Linked DNA regions of Mus musculus: all the other regions are linked to region 4. Evidence: chromatin contacts called from public HiChIP or PLAC-seq and promoter capture Hi-C data. All regions are on one chromosome and are shown on one strand. Each heading gives the region's core, a stretch centred on a gene start, on an enhancer-like site or on the middle of the called end of the contact. The rest is flanking DNA. Distances are from core to core; before and after follow the strand shown.

The links. Promoter capture Hi-C pulls out the DNA fragments that hold promoters and counts their contacts. HiChIP or PLAC-seq counts read pairs in DNA pulled down with a chosen protein or histone mark.
Region 1: a contact with region 4 is called in an H3K4me3 HiChIP or PLAC-seq map of bone marrow-derived macrophages, with 4 times the contacts expected there. The contact joins the enhancer-like site here to the promoter of Eif4b in region 4. A contact is called at or near these places in 1 of 39 promoter capture datasets (embryonic stem cells), 5 of 115 datasets of contacts at active chromatin or transcription factors (acute myeloid leukemia, astrocytes, bone marrow-derived macrophages and 2 more) and 4 of 9 other capture datasets (adipose tissue, embryonic stem cells, liver and 1 more).
Region 2: a contact with region 4 is called in an H3K4me3 HiChIP or PLAC-seq map of forebrain, with 7 times the contacts expected there. The contact joins the enhancer-like site here to the promoter of Eif4b in region 4. A contact is called at or near these places in 14 of 39 promoter capture datasets (the 3T3-L1 cell line, 3T3-L1-derived adipocytes, the C10 cell line and 9 more), 3 of 15 datasets of contacts at CTCF or cohesin (the NIH/3T3 cell line, embryonic stem cells and large pre-B cells), 25 of 484 Hi-C or Micro-C datasets (the 3T3-L1 cell line, the C10 cell line, the C2C12 cell line and 16 more), 14 of 115 datasets of contacts at active chromatin or transcription factors (bone marrow-derived dendritic cells, bone marrow-derived macrophages, cardiomyocytes and 10 more) and 1 of 9 other capture datasets (adipose tissue).
Region 3: a promoter capture Hi-C map of liver shows a contact between it and region 4, with 6 times the contacts expected there. The contact joins the promoter of Ankrd33 here to the promoter of Eif4b in region 4. A contact is called at or near these places in 6 of 39 promoter capture datasets (the 3T3-L1 cell line, 3T3-L1-derived adipocytes, embryonic stem cells and 3 more) and 1 of 115 datasets of contacts at active chromatin or transcription factors (astrocytes).
Region 5: a promoter capture Hi-C map of pre-B cells shows a contact between it and region 4, with 6 times the contacts expected there. The contact joins the promoter of Calcoco1 here to the promoter of Eif4b in region 4. A contact is called at or near these places in 5 of 39 promoter capture datasets (the C10 cell line, hematopoietic stem and progenitor cells, liver and 2 more), 2 of 484 Hi-C or Micro-C datasets (CD8 T cells and pre-B cells), 2 of 115 datasets of contacts at active chromatin or transcription factors (pancreatic cancer cells and regulatory T cells) and 1 of 9 other capture datasets (liver).
Region 6: an H3K27ac HiChIP or PLAC-seq map of embryonic stem cells shows a contact between it and region 4, with 5 times the contacts expected there. The contact joins the promoter of Krt7 here to the promoter of Eif4b in region 4. A contact is called at or near these places in 15 of 39 promoter capture datasets (the 3T3-L1 cell line, 3T3-L1-derived adipocytes, the C10 cell line and 9 more) and 10 of 115 datasets of contacts at active chromatin or transcription factors (acute myeloid leukemia, bone marrow-derived macrophages, embryonic midbrain and 5 more).
Region 7: a contact with region 4 is called in a promoter capture Hi-C map of the SN4741 cell line, with 5 times the contacts expected there. The contact joins the enhancer-like site here to the promoter of Eif4b in region 4. A contact is called at or near these places in 14 of 39 promoter capture datasets (the 3T3-L1 cell line, 3T3-L1-derived adipocytes, the C10 cell line and 10 more), 4 of 15 datasets of contacts at CTCF or cohesin (CD8 T cells, the NIH/3T3 cell line and large pre-B cells), 25 of 484 Hi-C or Micro-C datasets (3T3-L1-derived adipocytes, CD8 T cells, LSK cells and 17 more), 31 of 115 datasets of contacts at active chromatin or transcription factors (the 230-238 cell line, the NIH/3T3 cell line, Th17 cells and 21 more) and 3 of 9 other capture datasets (adipose tissue, embryonic stem cells and liver).

What each region holds. Positions count from the first base shown.
Region 1 is chr15:101,154,023-101,156,722 of GRCm38.p6, reverse strand. No RefSeq gene overlaps it. Among named protein-coding and RNA genes, the nearest start is that of Acvr1b, 19 kb to the left of the region's middle. Within about 2 kb of position 1,287, at least 43 of the 459 cell types and tissues checked have an H3K27ac peak or open chromatin away from gene starts, as enhancers often do. A contact at or near this core is called in acute myeloid leukemia and bone marrow-derived macrophages, where this site is marked.
Region 2 is chr15:101,354,091-101,356,866 of GRCm38.p6, reverse strand. The region is part of intron 4 of Krt80 (keratin 80); the gene reads left to right. Among named protein-coding and RNA genes, the nearest start is that of Gm35853, 3.1 kb to the left of the region's middle. Within about 2 kb of position 1,341, at least 12 of the 459 cell types and tissues checked have an H3K27ac peak or open chromatin away from gene starts, as enhancers often do. A contact at or near this core is called in cortical neurons and forebrain, where this site is marked.
Region 3 is chr15:101,114,294-101,116,993 of GRCm38.p6, reverse strand. Ankrd33 (ankyrin repeat domain 33) reads right to left here and starts at 1,250. Exons shown (of 5, transcript NM_001374225.1): 1 at 1,092-1,250; 2 at 646-879; 3 at 288-417; 4 at 1-109. The coding sequence starts at 810.
Region 4 is chr15:102,072,386-102,075,243 of GRCm38.p6, reverse strand. It overlaps Eif4b (eukaryotic translation initiation factor 4B), which reads right to left and starts at 1,471. Exons shown (of 15, transcript NM_145625.3): 1 at 1,281-1,471. The coding sequence starts at 1,293.
Region 5 is chr15:102,720,533-102,723,441 of GRCm38.p6, reverse strand. It overlaps Calcoco1 (calcium binding and coiled coil domain 1), which reads left to right and starts at 1,264. Exons shown (of 15, transcript NM_026192.3): 1 at 1,264-1,395.
Region 6 is chr15:101,410,887-101,413,823 of GRCm38.p6, reverse strand. It overlaps Krt7 (keratin 7), which reads right to left and starts at 1,421. Exons shown (of 9, transcript NM_033073.3): 1 at 1,045-1,421. The coding sequence starts at 1,350. It overlaps Gm671 (a long non-coding RNA gene), which reads left to right and starts at 1,632. Exons shown (of 4, transcript XR_384459.2): 1 at 1,632-1,721.
Region 7 is chr15:101,245,053-101,247,841 of GRCm38.p6, reverse strand. No RefSeq gene overlaps it. Among named protein-coding and RNA genes, the nearest start is that of Nr4a1, 20 kb to the left of the region's middle. Within about 2 kb of position 1,326, at least 406 of the 459 cell types and tissues checked have an H3K27ac peak or open chromatin away from gene starts, as enhancers often do. A contact at or near this core is called in the 230-238 cell line, CD8 T cells, the HPC-7 cell line and 36 more, where this site is marked.

The DNA of each region.
Region 1 (2,700 bases), core at 38-2,537, 920 kb after region 4:
TGAGGCAGAGAGAGCTAACTGGGAATGGCAGCCCACACCTCTAACAAGGCTGCACCTCCTTGTCCTTCCCAAATAGTTCCACCACCTGAAGAGCACATGAGCCCACAGGCTCCATCCTCATTCAAACCACCAGGACCCACAAGTGGACAGTGGACAGAGAGTGAGAGACTTGGGAGTCAGTCTTAAATGGCATGTCTCCATCAAACCCCTCCCCTCTAGGCTCAGGGATCTGCCTGGAAAAAGAGGTGGAAAGATTATAAGAGCCAGAGGTGTTGGAGGACTCGAAAGAAACAATGTATCCCAGACACAACAGGACTGACATCCACATGAACTCAGAGACCCCGGCAGCTTCCACAAGATCAGCACACACTCAAGCCTGATGGGGTCTCAGAACCGAGAGGGGAAAGTTGACATGGGGTCCCACCCCGACCACGACGCTATTTGTAATTGATACTCTCTGCCAAAGAGGAAATCAGTTTTCTCCAATGGAGTCTCACTGGGCGTTATCAACCACTCTAGGGCAGACTCCATGCCCAGCAGTAGCTGGCTAATTCAAACTAAAACTAAATTCCACTTTTTTTGTGTGGACTTTTTGTTTCATTTTGCTTTGTTTTGGTGGATATATATATATATATATATATATATATATATATATATATATGCGCAATATGTATGTCTCATTGGTTCTTTTAATTTTAATTTTTGTGGGTTTGTTCTTGGACTTTATTTTCAAGAAAGAGAATAAAATTGGGTGGGTAGGAGATGGGAAGGGTCTGGGAGGTATTGTGGGGTGGGGAGACATGATCAAAATATATTGTATGGGAAAAATGTAAAAAGAAGGGGTAAAGGAATTTGAAAGACTGGGAGGCAGAGAAAGATGAAAGAAGAGGATGGGAGGGTGTAACACATGCATAAAGGGAGGGAGAGAAGAAAGGGAGGGAGAGAAGAAAGGGAGGGAGAGAAGAAAGGGAGGGAGGGAGAGAAGGGAGGGAGGGGGAAGAGAAAGGGGGAAGGGAGAGAAGAAAGGGAGGGAGGGAGAGAAGAAGGAGGGGGAGAGAATCGGCTCACTGCACAGCCCCACTTATTAGTGGCTACTATATATGTAAACACCTCATTTATGGCTTTATTTCTTTAAACTTTTTAATTTTTATTTTCTCGTGACCTGGTCCGAGGAGTCCCCATACTCACTATGTAGACCACGCTGCCTTCAAATCTACAGCAGTGGTCTCCCGCCAGCTTCTCACACACTGTGGTTATAGCCATGAGCCACCGTGCCTGGCTCATTTCCTCATTTTTACAATGAATTTTGTTTGCTTGCTTGCTTTTGAGGCAAGGTCTCCTGTAGCCCAGGCTTGACTCAAATTCACTATGTAGCTGAGTTTGACCTTGTACTCCAGATCTTGCCTCTACTTCCAAAGTACTGGGGTTGAGGGCATGCCCCACCCACCAGGCCTGGCTTTATGTAACCACGGGGCTTGAGCCCATGGCTCTGTGTGTGCTTTGTACTCTACTGATGAGCCACAGCCCTAGCCTCAACCATGCTTGTTTCACAAGATATATAAGTCACTTAAGACTTCACTGAAATCCAGGGAACCCCCTTCCTCCTCCCTGGCTAGAAATGCAGGAGTTTCTCACAATTCAGTTGGCTTCAGTTGGGCACTAGAACAAGGGTGTTAGATACTGAAGAGCCCTCCCTTTGGCAGCCTCTTCCTCTCTGGGCGTTGCTTCCTCTGCTCCAGTCTGTTACTCAAATCTGCCCTCTCTGCTACCTAGCACTGAGTCTTCCTGGACTCCAGGGCTTAGTTTAGGAGATTAGGGGTGGACTGTGGGGTGCTTGTGAGGGTGGGCTGTTGAGTGTCTGTGGGGGTGCCTGTAGGGATGGACTATGGTATGCATGTGGGGTACATGTGGGGGTGGACTGTGGGGTGCCTGTGGGGGTGAGCTGTGGGGTGCATGTGAGGGTGGGCTGTGGGGTGCCTGTGGGGGTGGGTTATGCCATGCTGTGCTGCCTATGTACTTTCTGGGGCTCACTGCCATCTGTACATGCATGAGGAAGAAGGAATAGAATTCAGATAGGTAGGGGTAGGTCAGATGGCTAAAAAACCAATACACATTAGGAGTTCTAGGTCTTGCTACGCCCTTCCCTATGGATGAGTCCTGGGAAGTTAATCGACAGACATGAGGTTATGTAGCTGAGAGAGCTGGAATTGACATTCATGCCTGCCACCCTTCAAGGTCCACTCCATCTCACCTCCCACGTGCTTATTACTGATGAGTGCCAGGTAGCCAGGCTAAGCATGTCCCAGACAAAGGGGACAGTATGTAAAAGCCCTGAGGCAAAAGGAACTAAGGGCTGGAGAAGACATTCAATGTGGCTGGATGGTGGGGGGGAGGGGGACTGTGGCCCCAGGCTGCAGGTCAGAGGCCTGTTAGCTACATTTGCAGGTCTGAGCAGGACAATGAAATAAGGGGAGCTTTTCCAACTGGATGGGCCAGAACCAGGGGGGTGAATAGGAACAGGGCCCAGTGGCCTAGCCAAGCATGCTGGGAACTGAGGAGCAGTTGACAGAGGTCTTGGGAGCCAGGGAGATGAGGTTCTCCTGACTGGAATGGGGACCTGGTGGGAGGGAACAGATAATTATGAATGAACGTTGTGTTTGTTGAGCTAAAGCAGGTCACTCCAGGTAGGGAGGAAAACAG
Region 2 (2,776 bases), core at 92-2,591, 720 kb after region 4:
TAGAGGGGCGATTTTACCCCATCTGTGTTTGGCTGAAGCCTCTGAGAAGCAGGTGGCCACAGAGGCCAGCTGTAAACAGTTGCTTCTACTTTTGTGAGCACCAAGGTGGCCAGTGAGCTGGGCACCAGGATGTGGGTTTTATAATCCACTCTGTGTGCATAATGGCCTTTGCCAAAGAGATGCCAGTGAGCCCCTAAGCCCAGGCTGCTTGTCAGAAATAAAATCCAAGACATGCAAGTGTTTTCTAGAACCCATGTTTTAGAACAGGAAGTTGGGCTAGGCTATAACTTTTTAGTAGGGTGCTTCCCTGGCCCTAGGAAACCCCAGGACTCAACCATCTCTAGTGCTGCCATCCCCAAAAAGGGAGACAGAATTATTTTAATGCCATATTCCCCTTAATGTGTTATTATATTATCCAAATATCCAATATATCCAAAGTATGAGTATTTTGACTCATAATCAATATAAGTACTAGTGGACTATTTTACTTTTCTTTCTCCTATTAAATGTTCAGAGTCAGACATAATCTGAACTCTGAGGAGAGAGAGGCAGGAGGATTGAAAGTTCAAGGCCCCAGCCTCTATACAATGAGTTCTGAGCCAGAGGGTTGCAAAGTGTAAAATGTAAAGTGAAGCACACTTTACACTTACAGTAGCTCACTTCAGTCAGATGAGCCACGTCCCACATGCTCCACAGCCACTGACAATGACTGGCTCCCTTCCTGGACAGAGCAGGCCTGAGCAAACAGAGGTATAGGCTACAGCTCCCTCTCATGACAGGAAAACACAGTGGACTATGAGTAGCTCTCGGAGCCCTGGACACTTGAGTTTCAACTTTGGGTCTGATCAGAAAAGCCTTGTGTTATAGACCTATATCCTATCGAATTCCAAAAAAGTGGGGAGCCTTCCTCTCTCCCCAGCACCAGGGAGCACATTGCTACAAGGCCATTTCCAGACAGCTGGGTAGAACCCACTGGTCAGCTCTGCAGTGTGCATGGAATCTGCATGTGTCTAGTCTCAGTACTGCCTGCCATTCCCAGATGCCCTGGGTCCTGGGAGATTTGGGCAGAATCAGCTGAGAGCCCCCTGCAGCCAGTCTCCTAGGAGGCTGCAGAGGTGCCAGCACCATCTAAATGGTTTTGGCAGGGAGACAGGTTCAGAACAGGCTGCTCTGCCCTGCAGTCTAGATCCCAGCCTTATTACCCATGCCAATCACAGCAACTGTGGCATTAGATACTATGTATTGATCACTTAGTATTGTCTGGGTACCGTGCCGAGTGTTCTCCAGACCAACTCACAGTTAATGCTCCTGAGCACTCTGTGGATTTGGATGACGACGGAGTGAGTACATTTTTAGAGTAGCCAGATTTAAAACCTGGCTCAGTAACTATGAGAGCTGGCTAGAGCAGGTTGCTTTAATATCTCTCTCTCTCCCTCTCTCTCTCTCTCTCTCTCTCTCCATGCTTCTATCTCACCATCTGTAAAATAGGAAGCACAATACAGGCACTGTGCTGTTGGGAGTGTGTGTGCATGTGTGCATGCGTACACATTTGTGCTTGTGTGAGTACCTGCATGTGTATACACATGTGTGCCTGTGTACATGTGTGTGTGCATGCATATATGCATATGTGAGTATGTGCATGCATGCATGTATGAGTTTGTGTGCATGCGCGGGTATGTGCCTGTGTGTGTATGTGAGTTTGTGCATGTGTGAGTATATGCATGCGTGTATGTGTTTCTGTGTGCATGTGTGTGTGTGCATCTGTAGGTATGTGCTTGTGGCGGTCAGATGAGAACTTCTGGTGTCAGTTCTCCCCCTTCACCCTGACTGAGCCTGGTGTTTTTGTTATTCAAAGCATAGCATGATGGTCTAGGTGGCCCTCAGTCTTCCAGGGACACTCTTGTCTCTGCCTCCCATCTCAAAAGTTTTAGGAGCAGGAGGATTACAGACACACACTAAGTGCCCAGCTTTACATGGGTTCTGGGCACTCAAACTCAGGTCTTAGCCTTGCCCAGCACTTAGTCACCTCCCAGCCCAGACATTATTTCTTAACAGATCCTAAAGCACTTAGAATAATGTCTTCCATGGAGTAAATATTTAAAAAGCATTAACTGCTTTTAGTTCTGTCTGGCACCCATTTTACAGGTGGGAAATGGAGGCTTGGGGGCATTTAAAAAAAAACTTGATCAGAGTCACCTAATGACTCCAAGGGGGTCGCATTTAGAATACAGTGCCTCTGAGAGCTGTTTTACCAAGCAACACTTGGTTTCCCCGGGAAAGCCACTGTCTCCTCGGTGCCCCTAAGGGGGTAACACTGTGAGACAGACATATACACAGCAACCTCCTCCAACTCCAGCTCCCTAGAGAAACTCTAAACTATACTGTGGCGCAATTCTTGCCAACTTGGGGTGTTAGGGGCCCACCCCAAGGTGGCACCTCACCACACAAGCAAGCATTGTTATACCCTCCTTCCCGGAGGGACAGCGTGTCTGGACAGGCACACAGCTGTTCCAAACATCACTTCCTGCTTCTGTTTATCTCACTCTGCCTCGCCTGCTTCTTTCCAGAAAGGTCTGAGGTGGTGCCATCAGTGTCAGCCATCCCTCAGCCCCAACAGGGAAGACCTGTCCTTTGTAGCATCTCCTGGCCAGGCCCTGGACTTTCGTGGGCCAGATGCCAAGTCAGGCCTGAGATGAAGGGTGTGAGGCTATATCCATGATCCTCACTCACTGGTTTCCACTGTGTGCCCACCAGGGGATTCCCAGAACTACATCTC
Region 3 (2,700 bases), core at 1-2,500, 960 kb after region 4:
CGATCTTGAATGGCAGCCTTCATCAGAGCTGTGAGTCCCCGCTGGTCCCTGCGTTCCAGGTCCAGGCCAGCAAAGTAGTTGAGCAGGAGAGTCACAAGAGACATGTGACCTGCAGAGACAGGACCACATAGCTAGTCTCTCAAGGTAAGGGAATGCTGAAGCTTGGCCTGGGAGACTCTTGTGCAAGGTTTGGGGCTGCTGTCCTAATGGCTGGGAGTGAGGGTGGGATGGAGTTGGGGGTGAAGGTGGGGTAGGTGTGGGCTGGGGTGGGGCGTTGTGTCTCACACCTGCTTGGGCAGCCAGCATGAGGGCTGTGTTCCCGTCTTTGTCTTGCTGGTTCACATCCAGGAAAGGACAGCAGCTGAGCAGAGCCACAATGGAACCAAAGCCATGGTAGCATGCAACCATGAGGCCTGTCTAGGGGACAGAGCAGCTTGGACCCCCACTTTCCACTAAGTTCTTCTTAGGACCTCCTTTCCCTCCTAAGTCTGTTTTCCCCCAGGGCCTATCCCAACCCCTGTCAAGATGGTTTTCACCCATCTAGAGTGGGGATGACTCTGTGACTCTCTGGGGACCCAGACCAGGATGTTATGTATGAAGCCTGGACTGTCCTCAACTGTTCTGGTGAGCCCTGGGGCATCTCACCCTCCCGTTGCTGTCCACTTGGGAGGCCTCCTCTGGGGACACACCAGCGTCCAGCCTGGCTTGGAGCTCAGCAAGGTCATTGTGGACACATGCCCAGTACAGTGTCTTCAAATTGCATTCAGGGGTTGAGGTCTTGTTGCTGGGGAAGGGCAGGGCCTCAGACATGTCCAGTCCTCTCGGGGCAATAGTGACTCCTCTGCCGCCGGCCCGAGTCCCTCTTTATTCAGCAGGCAGCTATGACAAAACGCCAAGGAGCAGTTCCTCCTGCAACCCTGAGTGAATAAGTCCCTGCAGCTGCACCGTCTCCCCAGGACAAACCTTTACCCTGGAGGGTGTCTCACCTCTGCCTAGACCCAAGACAGGTAGCCAAGCATCTTACTGTATGTAGGTCAGGTTCTCAAGGAAGCTCATGACAGGGGTTATCATTTCCCATCCCCCAACCTTACCTGGGACTCTAGGGTCTCCATCACAGCAGAGGGCCAGCCTGTGGCTCAGTCCACCCCCACACCTCAAAAGCTCACTAGCCCTTCTGTGGGGTAGCTGATACCAAGAAACAAGGCAGGTGACAGATGGCTGTGCCTGCAGAAAGCTGCCATAAACACCTCAGAGCTGAGCCAGGTCAAGCGGGTTAGGAAGGGATTGGGGGGCTGGGGGGTGACTGTACTCTCTGCCATTGCTCAATCCTTGCCCTAAGATCCTGCTAGACTTGGATGGTGGCAGCTTCTCCAGGCTCAGAGCTGAGTGAATTCCTCCGGGCTGATCTTTCTCCCTTCATCGTGGGAAGTCAGCTGCACTTAGATATGGCCTTGCAAGAGAAGCATTATGGAGGTCTTGGCACCCAGCTGTGGAGCCTGAGTGTCTTAGTCAGGGTTTCTATTCCTGCACAAACATCAGGACCAAGAAGCAAGTTGGGGAGGAAAGGGTTTATTCAGCTTACACTTCCATACTGCTGTTCATCACCAAGGAAGCCAGTCAAGCAGGTCAGGAAGCAGGAGCTGATGCAGAGGCCATGGAGGGATGTTACTTACTGGCTTGCTTCCCCTGGCTTGCTCAGCTTGCTTTCTTATAGAACACAAGACTACCAGCTCAGGGATGGCACCACTCACAACAGGCCCTCCACCCTTGATTACTAATTGAGAAAATGCTTTATGGCTGGATCTCATGGAGGCATTTCCTGAAGGGAGGCTCCTTTCTCTGTGATAACTCCAGCTTGTGTCAAGTTGACACACAGAACCAGTCAGTACACAGAGATCCCTTCCACTTCAAAGGAGTAGATTTGGGTGAAGGGGCTATGGATGGGGAAGGTGTAGGCATTAAATAAAGATGAATGGGGAGGTATGCACTACAGTTTACCCAAAGAAATCAAAACATGAAGAGTTTCCAGGAGGCTGGAGAGACTGCCCAGCGGTTAAGAACGCTGGCTTGCTCTTCCAAAGGACCGTGGTTCAGTTCCCAGCACCCACTGAGTAGCTCACAACTGTCTGTAACTCCAGTGCCAGAGGATCTGATGCCCTCTTCTGGTCTGTGCTGGTACTGTGCTTTCATGGTGCACAGACACGGGCACTGGAAAAATGCCTGCAAACATAAATTATTAAATTATTAAAATAAAATAAATTTTAAAAGAAAAATTATGATGTATTAATTTTAATGGATTAGATCTGAGGTGGTAAGTAAAGTATGGCATTTTAAAATGATGTATTAAAGTAACAGTACTTTTGTACTGTCATTTTTAAGATTAATAAGTTGAGTGACTTAGCGCTCAGAGTGTCGCACTCTCCACACTGCGGGGCTCTGCTTTCCAGCATCGTTTTGCTTTTCTTTCACAGTTTGGTTCCTGCACAACTCCTCCGCTCTTTACTCATTGGTGCTAATAATCACTGAACATGTACACTTCATTAAAAGTAAAATGTTGATTTGTGTTTGTGTATTGCTATTGTCTGGTTTCTTGTGTTTGTTGGTTTTATTAGTCTTTTGTTTTGAGAAAGACTCTTATGTAGCCCAGGATATCCCAGAACCTAATATGTACCCTAGGATGGCCTTGAACTCACTATTCTC
Region 4 (2,858 bases), core at 222-2,721:
CCCCAAGGCAAGCCTGGTCAGATAGTCAAGAGCTAAATGAGAGACCTTGTCGCACAGTTTAGGCACAGCAATCCAAAAGGTATTTTTAACAGATTATGCTATAAAAAATAAACTAAAACGAAAACTAATGCTGGGTGTCTAAAAGCCCTCTGGTATTCACAGGTCCACTGCAAATGCCAAAAAAACCCAAAAAGCAAAAAACTTGGAAAACAAAACAAAACAAAAAAACAAAACCCGAAACGACCTCCACAAACCTCACTTGCAATGCAGGGAATATACATTCCACCAAACAAACAAACGCACGCAGAACCTCTAGCCACTATTTTAATAGCACCTTCTGGAAGTTTCCCAGTTATCTGGGAAAATGACAAAAGCTGAATCCTGACACTAAAACTACCCAAAAAATGGAAGTTCTATATAATGCAACGCCCCGATTTCCTTCCCCACCTCTGCCTGGCATATAGTGTGCACTCAATAAAAACTGTTGGTTGAATCAAGAGGTGGAAAGAAAAAGGCACAGGAGAAATCTAGGTGTCTATCCCTACAGCACCTAACACGTGGGAGCACCCTGGGTTCCCTACCCCCAACTATAGTGGGGCCAAACCTAATATGCGTTCGCTTGGGAGTACAGCGGCCGTGCCACGCTCCCAAACCGACTAAAGCTTAAAGTACAAGGTCATAAACGAGCAAAAGCCAGGTCCATCCAGGCTTCCCATCTGGAGTCCAGCAGCGCGTGTTTCTGAGGCGCGCCTTCTCCACCACCTCGCCTCGTCGCCCGTGCCGCGCACGCGCACCGCTGCTTTCATCGGCCCCTCCACAGCCTCGCGCTCGCGTTCTAACTGCACCCCCCCGCCCCCACGAGGGTCCGCAACGGCCTCGCGCCTTGGAGACCCGGCCCAATGTGTTCCGGTCCGCGCGCCAACCGCCTCCTTCCTCCACCCGCGCCTTGGCGCGGGCGCGGTGCTTCACGCCTTTGAGAGCCTCGCGCCTCCCGCACGTCTCTCTGTGCTGCCTCCTCCAATTGAAGGCAGGGTCCACCATTTCTGCCTACTCCAACCTCGCGCAACGGGGTGAAAAGGGTGTGAGGGGGAGGGGAAGGCCTTCCCCTCCCCCTAGACATCCCGAGGCGGTAACCTCAAGCGGCCATGCCGCTAGCCTGCCGCTGCCCCCAGGTCCGAAAGGAGCCGGTGCCTCCTGCCCCCGACCTCCAGCAAGGAGCGGACCAAGCCCGGAGGCTGTTTCCGAGCCTGGTCTTTGGCCACGCTCGGCCGCTCACTCACCTGAGGCCGCCATGTTGGGAGAGGGAGAGAGAACGCAAAGGACCCGGATGAGGCAGTCACGTGATTATAGCGGGCGCGACGGGCTTGGAGACGTGAAACCAGGAGGGGGCGGGGAGCCGAGGACGGAGGCAGAAGGCGGGGCGCCGCCGCCGCGCTGGGTTCGTAAAGCAGCGCGAGGGGGTGGCGCGGCGTCCGACGGGAAGACCTGCGCGACATGTGGCCGAAGGGGTGGAGTCTGAGCTGTCGCGAAACCCTTCGCTTTACGTCGGGCCCGGCGCGGCCGTCCGGTCCGATCTGCGCCCGGGGCGGAGTCTCCTGGCGCACAGACTTGTGGGTGCTGGATCGGCGCGAAGGGCGGGGTCGCACTTGCTGATTCTATGGAACAGAGTGGACTTGGAATCTAGAATGGGTGTGCCACAATTGATTTTTTCCGAAGGGAAGATTCTGAGTTTCTTTTTAAATCACTTTTTGTAAAGACAAAGAAAATATAATGTTCCGTAGAATGGTTTCAATTAAGAAGGTAACATTTGAACCATGGGCTTTTGCCTCATTTAACCCTCCAATGGACTGACAAGGGCCAGCACCGAGTGGCTAGCCACATTTCTTACAGCGAATGCTTCATTTTTTTTAAAAATATATATTTCAAAAAGTGAAACTATTGAACACCAGCCACGTGCCAGGCACTGTTTAACAGACATTTGTGGATATAAAAAGGGATTAAAACTACCTTGAATAAAATACTACAAATGATAAACATTACAGGTAAGTAGGCTAATAGAGTAAAAGGCAGTTGGGTACAACTCCAGATGGCCTGCCCCTCTACAAGAACAGGGAACATTCTTAGCCACTGAGCCACAATTCCAGCTCCTAAAATTTTTTTATGACCCTAAAACATACAAACCATAAAACAAACAAAAAACAAACAAATAAAAACAGGGGTTGGAGAGATGGCTCAGCGGTTAAGAGCACTGACTACTCTTCCAGAATTCCTAGCACCCACATGGCAGCTCACAACTCTAACTCCAGTTCCAAAGGATCTGACACCCTCATATAGACATACATGCAGCAAAACAGCAATGCACATAAAATAAAAATAAATATACTTTAAAAAATGATTTGCAGAAACAGGCATGGTGGCACATACCCTTAATTAATTTATTTACTTATATTTAATTTGGTGTTTTGAAACAGGGTCTCTCTACATAGCACTGGCTGTCCTGGAACTCATTATGTAGACCAGGCAAGACTTTAAATTCAGAGAGCCACCTATCTCTGCCTCCTGAATGCTGGGATTAACAGTATTCATTACCATGCCCAGCTGGCACACATCTCTAATTCCTACAGTTGGAAGGCAGACAAAGGCAAATCTCTATGTATAGAGAGTTTGAGGCTAATTTGGTCTACATATCCAGTTCCAAGTCAGCCAAGGCTACATACACACAGACCCTGTCTCAAAACAAAACTAAACAAAACAAAATAACCCCTAAACCAGCCAACCAAACAAAAACAAAACAAGAAGACAGAAATACTTTTCTTAGCTCAGTATGGAGCACCACATACAAAAGTGGTAATCACCGT
Region 5 (2,909 bases), core at 15-2,514, 650 kb before region 4:
TTAAAAGGAAAAAAAAAAAAAAAACTACCAAAAAAAAAAAAAAAGTAAAAGAAGAGGCGCCGCCAGAACCTACTGCCACAGATAATTAGAATGGACCCAACCAGGAGAGGACAGCTGTCTTTCCGGCATAACTATTTATTTGTGAGACAGGGTCTCCTGTGTAGCCTGAGTCAGAATCGAAATCTCCAGGATCTCCCTGCCTCTGCCTCTTCAATTGCTAGGGTTATAGGTGTGTAGCATTACATCTCACTTAATCCTTTAATATTGAGAAAGGGGGGGGGGGTTGAACTCTTCCAGGGTTGGAGGCCACCCACAACGATGAGGACGGTTCAAGTCCTTAAGTGACTGCGGTGTGGGAACAGTGTGACTCTTTCGCCTATCAAAACAAAACAAAACAAACAAACAAACAAAAAACAACCCTATAGCAACAATTGTATTGTTGCTCTAATTAATTTAAGCCAGTTAAAAGGCTTGGGCAAACAAGCCTCTCTAAGTAGCTTGTTGTGAGCTGTGGCAGTCCTGCCAAGCTCTCTCTTCAACCGCATGCTTTTCATTCCACAGCCTAGCCACCATTTCAAGCTATGTCCCCTAATCCTAGCCCCAGAAGCCACTCCAGGGGGAGCACGTGCAGGTGTGGTATGTGTGTGTGTGTGTGTGTGTGTGTGTGTGTGTGTGTGTGTGTGTTATCGGACCCCTTGGCATGGAAATCTTCTCAAGCTGGAACCAAACAGTAAGCTTTGAGACTTTTACAAGCTCTGTCAACCCTGAAGTCAGAACAAGCTAAAAATAAATAACCACTACCACCCCTGTGAGTTTCCCCACCCACAACATGGTGGCTGTAGCTCGTAGCTTGGGAGAGGCCTGGCAGAGTTCTACAGTTTCATAGCCCTGACCCTAGAGGATTCCTTAGACAAGTTTTTTCTTTTGTAAGTAGATATAACACTACAGCCTATCTTGTAAAAGCGAACAAGAAGGCTGTGCTGGAAGCGTTCCGCCCCACCGAAAAGAGCTGTGCAGAACGCGTTAAAGCCGTCAACTCTCCCACTAAGCATGCTACGAACCAGCAGCCTCCACTAGATCAGCCTGCCCTTTCTTAAGGAATCATGGGCCGTGAAGTCCTTTGGAAGACACACCCTCCTGAACTGCCTCGGGAGTAAGAACTACATCTCCCGGGATGCCACGCTGAGTCCATCACCGCCCCGCCCTCTTCCCCGCCCCTCGCGCGCAGCCTCCTGGGACATGTAGTTCCACAGGTAGAAAAGTAGACAGTGTCGAGTCATAGAAGAACCACAAGCCCCAGAAGCTCTCGCGTCACTCTTCCCCTCCCCTCCTATAGTCGGAGTGCTGTTTTTGTTGTTGGTGAAAGGTGAGGGGAACAGCTGATCCGTCCGTGGGGTAAGAAACTTGGCCTAACTGAGGGTGGGCTTACGCGGGGGTGGTCAGCCCGCTTCTCAGCCTGCGAAAGGCTAATCCGAGAGAACTGTAGAAGAGGACGGTAGGAGCGTTTAGGTTTTAATACTTTACGCACTAAGGAAGCCTCCCCCACGTTTCGGTTTTGTTGGTTTCAAGGGGGGCCTTGAGGAGTAGCCCGCATTGTCCTCACTTTCTTGCGGGGCCTCCTCAGTAAAGCTCGATCCGATTATGGAAGCTTGAAGGGACTGAAATATTTGCTTAATCTTTTCCAGGCAAGTCTTTGCCCTCACAGACCTTCTCTCTCTTACCCAAATCCAAAGATCCAAAGGCCTTTACTACGCTGAATCCCTGAGGGGAAAACTTCCAACTTGTGGAACGCCAAAACGCTGAGAGCCCTACAGTGGAGAGGGGACACACACACACACGCACACACAGAGAGGGAGAGAGAGAGAGAATGCATTTGAACATCAGCATCTGACCACATACACTTTCAGTTCTGAAGAATATCTGCAGCTGTTACAGATTGTCTTTGTGGGAAAGGAGGGGTTTGGGGTTCTCAACGGGTAGAACTTTAGAGACAGATCTCACTCTAACCTAAGAAGACTTATATTGAAGAAAACACGGAGTAGCTGTAATGAGAGATTTTTCATAGATGAAAAAAAAAAAGCCGACAAAGAAACTGTTTCCTATTGCATTGCTGGCCCACCTTTCCTTCTCCATGGAGTGTTTAATTTCTTTTAAAGTTCCTCCCCCACTGTCTCAGCCTGGTGTGGGTTTGTGATGTTTGGGGGTGTGCATATGACTAGTGGTGATGTCTGATTGGACACATCAGCTGCACCTGACACAGGAAGCAGATGTGTGGGCTAGAGAAAAGGGCTGCCTCCCCGCTCTGGACTGAGGTGTATTTTTTTTTTAAGTTAATATACAGTGAGTTTCATTTCAAACATGTACACCATCCATACTTTGTTCTTATTCATCTCTGAGTACTACTCTGTTTTAACTTTTTTTTTTTTACTTCTGTGTGTGTGTGTCTGTCTGTCTGTGTCTGTGTGAAGATAGGTGTACAGAAGTCTGAGCACAGCTTGGGGATATCAGTTCTCTTCTCCCAACCTTGAGTTGGTGGCAAGCACCTCTACCCACCCAACTATTCTACCCCCTGAACTCTTGATTGTTGTTGTTGCTATTATTATTATTATTATCTATTTTCCAATTAGTTCTCCCTAGCTAACTCCATTTTATCTGCTTATCTCCTGCCATTAACCCAAACATATGTCAAGATTTGGACTCTTAGAATTGAGGCTAAGAGGAGCCAACAAGAAAATGGGTATAGGGTACTGGAGCTGGGCTAACACCCAAACAAATCATTAGCTTTCTAGCTCTGCTCCCGTCAAGATGGGGGTGGGGGGGGGGAGAATGTTTCTCGTTGATCTCTGCCTTTTCTCAACGCCGAATGTATATTTCCCCTTCTCAGGGCCCCTGACTTACCCTATTTCTAA
Region 6 (2,937 bases), core at 172-2,671, 660 kb after region 4:
GCCATGGAGTTGATGTGCTTGGCTTAGTGGAGTACACTGTTCCTAGCCAATTCTGCTTCAATGGTATTTTCTACCTCTGCCCCTTAAATAGCCCCTTTCTTCTCTGAAGCTGGGGGTGAGAGGGTATTAGGGGACTGACTGGACTGGCCCCTCCTTCCACGCTGGAATTTTTCTTTCTTCCTCAGTATCTTCTCTCCTTCCTCTTATCTCAGCCTGAAGGTGGGAGGCAAGAAAAGCCCTTGAAACCAGCAGCCTGAGGAATCATGAGCTGGATTAGGATGGCACAGCTCAGCATAGAGCAGGAAGTGGGGCTAGAGCAGTCTGGGAAGTTTCTTTTAAGGATTTCTGGGACAGAACGGTACAGGCAGGAGGACTGGAAGGGAGACGGTGAAGCAAGGGATTGGTCCTAGCCAGAGGGACAGGCAGGACTGCAGGCCTCAGCTTCCTAGATGCCCATGAATGACTGGGATGGACAGCCAGGGAGATACCTTCCAAAGGGCCCCTCTCCCAAGTCCCAGTCTCCCACAGAGCCATCTGCAAAGGCAGAGGTAACCTTACCTCCTACCAACAAAAAAGGTAGAGGAACGGGCAGGTAAGTAGGGCAGAAGCCTCCCTCCGCCAGGCCTTTATTCTCAGCATCTACCTCAGATACAAAGTTCTCCCATGGAGAAAGGAGGAGTCATCCCACCCCATTCCTGACTCCTCACAACCTCCTCCCAGGGAAAGGGACCCAGACACCAAAGAACTAACTGCTGGCCTTGGCCTCCAGAGCTCCTAGCCTCACACCTGTTACAAAGTGGCTCCAAATCCCCCGAGACCAGTCAACTATGGAAGCTGGAGAGAACTTGGGGGCAATCCTTGAGTCCTTGAGGAAAGGGAGGGGCCCAAGGCCATTTGTTGGCAGAGCGGAGTTTGGAGACTAAAGGAGGGTGTAAGGAGAAGTACTATACAGAGCCCACCGAAGACACAAGAGGAAAGAGACCTACACCAGCCTCCCAGGGCAAGGCGTGGCCGGAAAGAACCGTGCGACTGAGGCTGTCTCACCTTGTCGATGAAGGAGGCGAATTTGTTGTTGAGGGTCTTGATCTGCTCGCGCTCCTCCTGGCGCACCTGCTGGATGGTGGGATCGATGTCCACACTCAGCGGCGCCAGCAAGCTCTGATTGATGGTGATCTCGCGGATGCCAGCGCCCACCGGGCCCCCATAAGCGGAGCGCACGGCCACACGAGGCCTTGATGAGCCCAGGCCATAGAGGCTCCTGCTGCCGAAGCTGGCGCGGCCCGAGCTCAGGCGCACCTGAGCCCCGCGGCCCGGGTAAGCAGTGGAGCGAGAGCTGAAGTGGATGGACATAGCGGCTGGACACAGCTGGCTGGACGAGGCGAGGAGCAGCGCGAACTCCCTGACCTCAGGCAGTCTGCGACCTTTTATTCCTCCATGCGGGGCGGAGGCTGAGCGCACACAGGTGGGGACAGGGCGGGGCTGGCCGCTGGCCACCTTTCTCTGCAGCCAGGGCCTTCCTGTCCGCCTGCCTTCTGCCCTCGCACCGCCCCCAGCCGCCGCCCAAGGCTCTTCGTCCACTCGGGAAGTGTCTGCAGGAGGCCGAGACGCCGTCGTGAGACACCCACACCTCAGGCAAGTTGTCCAAGATACCCACAGCCCAGAAATCTCTGGACCGCAAAGAGACCACCTTACAATTGGCAGGAGAAGGCTTCCTAGAGCAGGTATGAGGAGTGAATACCTAGATTCCTGAGGCCAGTAGGAAAGCCAAGTGCTACAAAAGGAAGTGCCTGACAAACTTTAGCTCCTGCTGAAAGTTGAAACCCCTCACCCACTGGCTGGGGAAGCCCTAGGCTTCCTAGGACTCTCCTTCCTGGCCCAGCTGCTACTGGAGAGCTCAGCTCAGTTCTTGAGTAACCTGGCCCTGTGACGATCCTTACTGGGAAGAGCTGTTTCAGTAACTGCGCCCTCCCCACCATCCAAGTTCAGAGGGCTTGCCTCACCCCCTCCTCAAACTACTGTATGGGTTCCTGGGATGGCTGTGCGTACCCTTCTGTGCCCTCATACCCCTAACACACTAGTGTGAGTGTATATGAGTGCAGTCTGTGCATGGGGGGTCTGGATTCACAACTGAACACATTTGTATGCACATGTGTGTGTCCTGTCTCCCGTTCACATCCAGACGTTCCTCCCTGCTCTGCCTCATTTTTCCTGCTTACAAACCCACTAGGCTATGCCTGACAAGGGAATCAACTAAAACTGGCCTCTGTGGTAACCCGTGGTGGTGTGCTCAGTGCTCCTCGGAGTGCTCCTGGACTTCCAGTTTTCCCAGACTCACTTGGACAGCCTTTAGCCCACCTCTGGCTCCATGCAGTGAGACTGGTCCTTTAGGGGCGTCCTAGGTGGGGAGGATGGGAATGTCATATTCTTCCTGCTTTGCCTTTTCAGGTAGACAACCCTAAGCTCTCAAGGAGACTCCCTACCCCTCAAGGTGCTTCCTCAGTCCTTTGTCCCCCTCTGCACCCCACTTTCCATCCTGCTACAGCCCCTGCCACCCATCCCCCACTTTGGAGGTTGTTTCTCACCCACACCAAGAGCTCCTTCTCTTTCTCAAGCTGAGCCCCAGCAGGGCACAGCTAGTGCGCTGACCTGGACGGGTCCTGGCCCCCTCAGCCACAGCTCCTTCAGGATGAGGGTCTAACAAGAGCTGGGAAGCACACAGACAAAAGTACCTGGGCACTTCAGTCCAGGCCTCGGCCCCCTATAACCACCACACACAGGCTTGAGAAATACTTCCTCATTCCTGAGCCTACCCCACATCTGCCCTGGGCCTCTTACCCCTCCCTGGAACATTCTTTAAAACTCCAGTGCTAGCTAGATTCCTCCTGCTCCCACATTCCCAGACCAACCTGAGAGGCCACTCAGTGCCAGGTGGAGGCA
Region 7 (2,789 bases), core at 77-2,576, 830 kb after region 4:
GAGGTCCTGAGTTTAATTCCCAGCAACCACATGGTAGCTCACAACTATCTGTAATGGGATCTGATGCCCCCTTCTGGTGTGTCTGAAAAGAGCTACAGTGTACTCATATACAAAAAAATAAATAAATAAATAAATAAGTCTTAAAAAAAAAAAAGACACGGAGACAAAAAGCCCAGCAGCTAGTTTTACTATGAGGGGATATCTACACAGTCAAGACAGATTAAGAGTAAGGAAGGATATATGAGGGAAGAGGGGCCACCCTAGAGAAAAAGAATGTGGGGTATAGTGTGGAAAAAGGCCTAGAAATGGAAAGAACACCCCATGGAGGTTAGGCTGTCCGGAATTTCAAGGGTATGAGACAGGGACAAGATGGAAGTCCCAAGGGTGAAAAACAGTAAGCCACCTTGAGCCACAAGGCCCAAGGCCATCTAGCATACTTGGTGACCTGGATTCAGCTGCTTATAGTTGAGGAGCCAGTATGTTACCTCACATCCTCCCTGCCTGGGTTAGAGGATGTGGAGGGGTTAACTAACCCACTGGGCCCAGAGGGACTCCCCTGCCTGGGACTGCAAAGGGGATTCCCTTCATAGGTCCCTTCCTCAGCCTCAGGATCAATAACTACTTGGCTGGGGTCCCCCCGCCATTCCCCACATTTAAGCATACACTCAAAGGCAAAAAATAAAAAAAAATAAATGGGGTCACCCAAGACTATTGCAAGGACTGCAGAGTTCTAGAAGGCCACTGGATTGGAGGTGGAGAGGCCATCTTCCCTTCCTGTGCTTCATTGAGTGTTTCCACATCTGTTGTCCTTTTGTTCTTGCTACTGAGGATCATCTGGGTCAACATGAGAAAGTGGCCCAGGTCACCAGGCCGGAAATGGGCGAGGTTTAAAGAAAGATTACCCACAAATCAAAACCAGGGCTCTTGATTAAAAACACAACAAAACCCTCTGTAACTTTAGAGTTACAAAATCACTCTCACCGCCCCGCCCCCCCCCCTCCCCACACACACACAGACACCCGCAGACAACAGCAAAGGCTGTAGAGCTGCGTGGCTGACAAAGTGCGAAGTCCGTAATTGCACTCCCAGAGGAGCCGGAGCTCAGCCATCCTCCGGTGTCAGATTCCAAATTTCTGTCACCTCGCCCGAGACCGGATTTGGCCCGAGCTTCCCTTCCCTGGTCCCGCCACCGGAACACCAAGCCGGAAGGAACGCGGCGGGCGGCGGGGCAGCACCGAGCCTCGGGCGAGCCATGCCCCTACTGCCCGCGCCAGGCCCTGCACGCCGGGTGCGGTCGGGGAAGCCGCTACGTCACCGCGCAGTCCGCAGGGAGCTCGGCGGGCTAGCCAGGATTCCATTACATCACCCAAGCCGCGCTGTAAACACCGCTGCAGCCATTGGCTGCGGCGCCGCCCTCGCAGCCAATAGCGTGAGAGCATGCAAATCGTCGTTGAGCCAACGCTTCCTTTGGCGCTGGTGCATGCAAATAGACGTCATTGCCCGGGTGGGGGTGGCCTGGCCCAGGCAGGAGGTGGGTGGGGGTGTGTGGAAACTCGTAGCGCGGCTGGCTTGGAGACTTGGCATCCAAATCTGTTCCAGACAGTCCCGAGGGGCACGGAGTGCGATTAAAGGTGAATGTCCTCAATTCTTAGGCCCTTTTCCGTTAGACCCACACAAGCAATGGTGCAAAAATGAAGTTAATTGCTGGGCGTGGTAGCCCAGGCCTGTAATCTCAGCATTTGGGAGTTGGCCAGCCTGAGCTACAAGAAGCCCTGCCCCGAATAAAAGCAAAACAGAAGGGCTGCAGAAATGGTTCGGCTGTCCAGAGCTCCAGCTGCTCTAAGAGGACCCAGATTTGGGTCCTCACGACCGTCATTAACTCCAGTCTAGGGGTTCCAACGCCCTCTTCTAACCTCAGTGGGTACCCGGCATGCACGGGGTGCACATACATACACAGAGGCAAAAATTTACAGACATAAAATAAGTAGATGTTTAAGGTTTGGATTTGTTTGTTTGGGGTTTGTTTGTTTGTTTGTTTTTTAAAGTATAACAAAAAATAAGACCACTTGGAGGTAGGAGGGGAGAAAGAAAAAAAAAAAAAAAGATAGAGAGGTTGCTGAACCATGCTTCCCAGATGGCTCAGGTCAAACCCCAGGAGAAGGTGCCAGGGAGAACCAAGCTACCCAGGAGGTAGTCAGAGCTCAGGGAGCTTTTGGTGTCTTGACCAGGCTTCTCCAGAAATAAATGTCATTTTCAGGGGTGGGTTCTAATGTTTCAGGAAAACAAGACAAAACTACATCTGCACTGGACTTATCTAGGTTTTGTTCTTGTCACTATTGCCTAAATAATTCAGCGTTATAATAACACACATAACATTCACCACACTAAACACTATCCCTAGTGCAGAGCTTTACAGTGTAGAGCAGAGCCAGGTATGGTGTCTTGTATTTATAATCCCAGCACTCAAGAGGCTAGGATTAAGAGAATCTTGAATTTGAGGCCAGCCTGAGCTATAAAGTAAGACTTTTTCTTTTTTTTTTTAATTTTTTTGAGGCAGGGTTTCTCTGTGTAGCCCTGGCTGTCCTGGAACTCACTTTGTAGACCAGGCTGGCCTCGAACTCAGAAATCCACCTACCTCTGCATCCCGAGTGCTGGGATTAAAGGCGTGTGTCACCACCACCGGCAAAGTAAGACTATCTTAAAACTTAAATAAGTAATTATAGTGAATAATATGTGCAACTTATATGTGAAGATTATAAGCGTTCTGCACAAAGAACTTGAATTCCTTG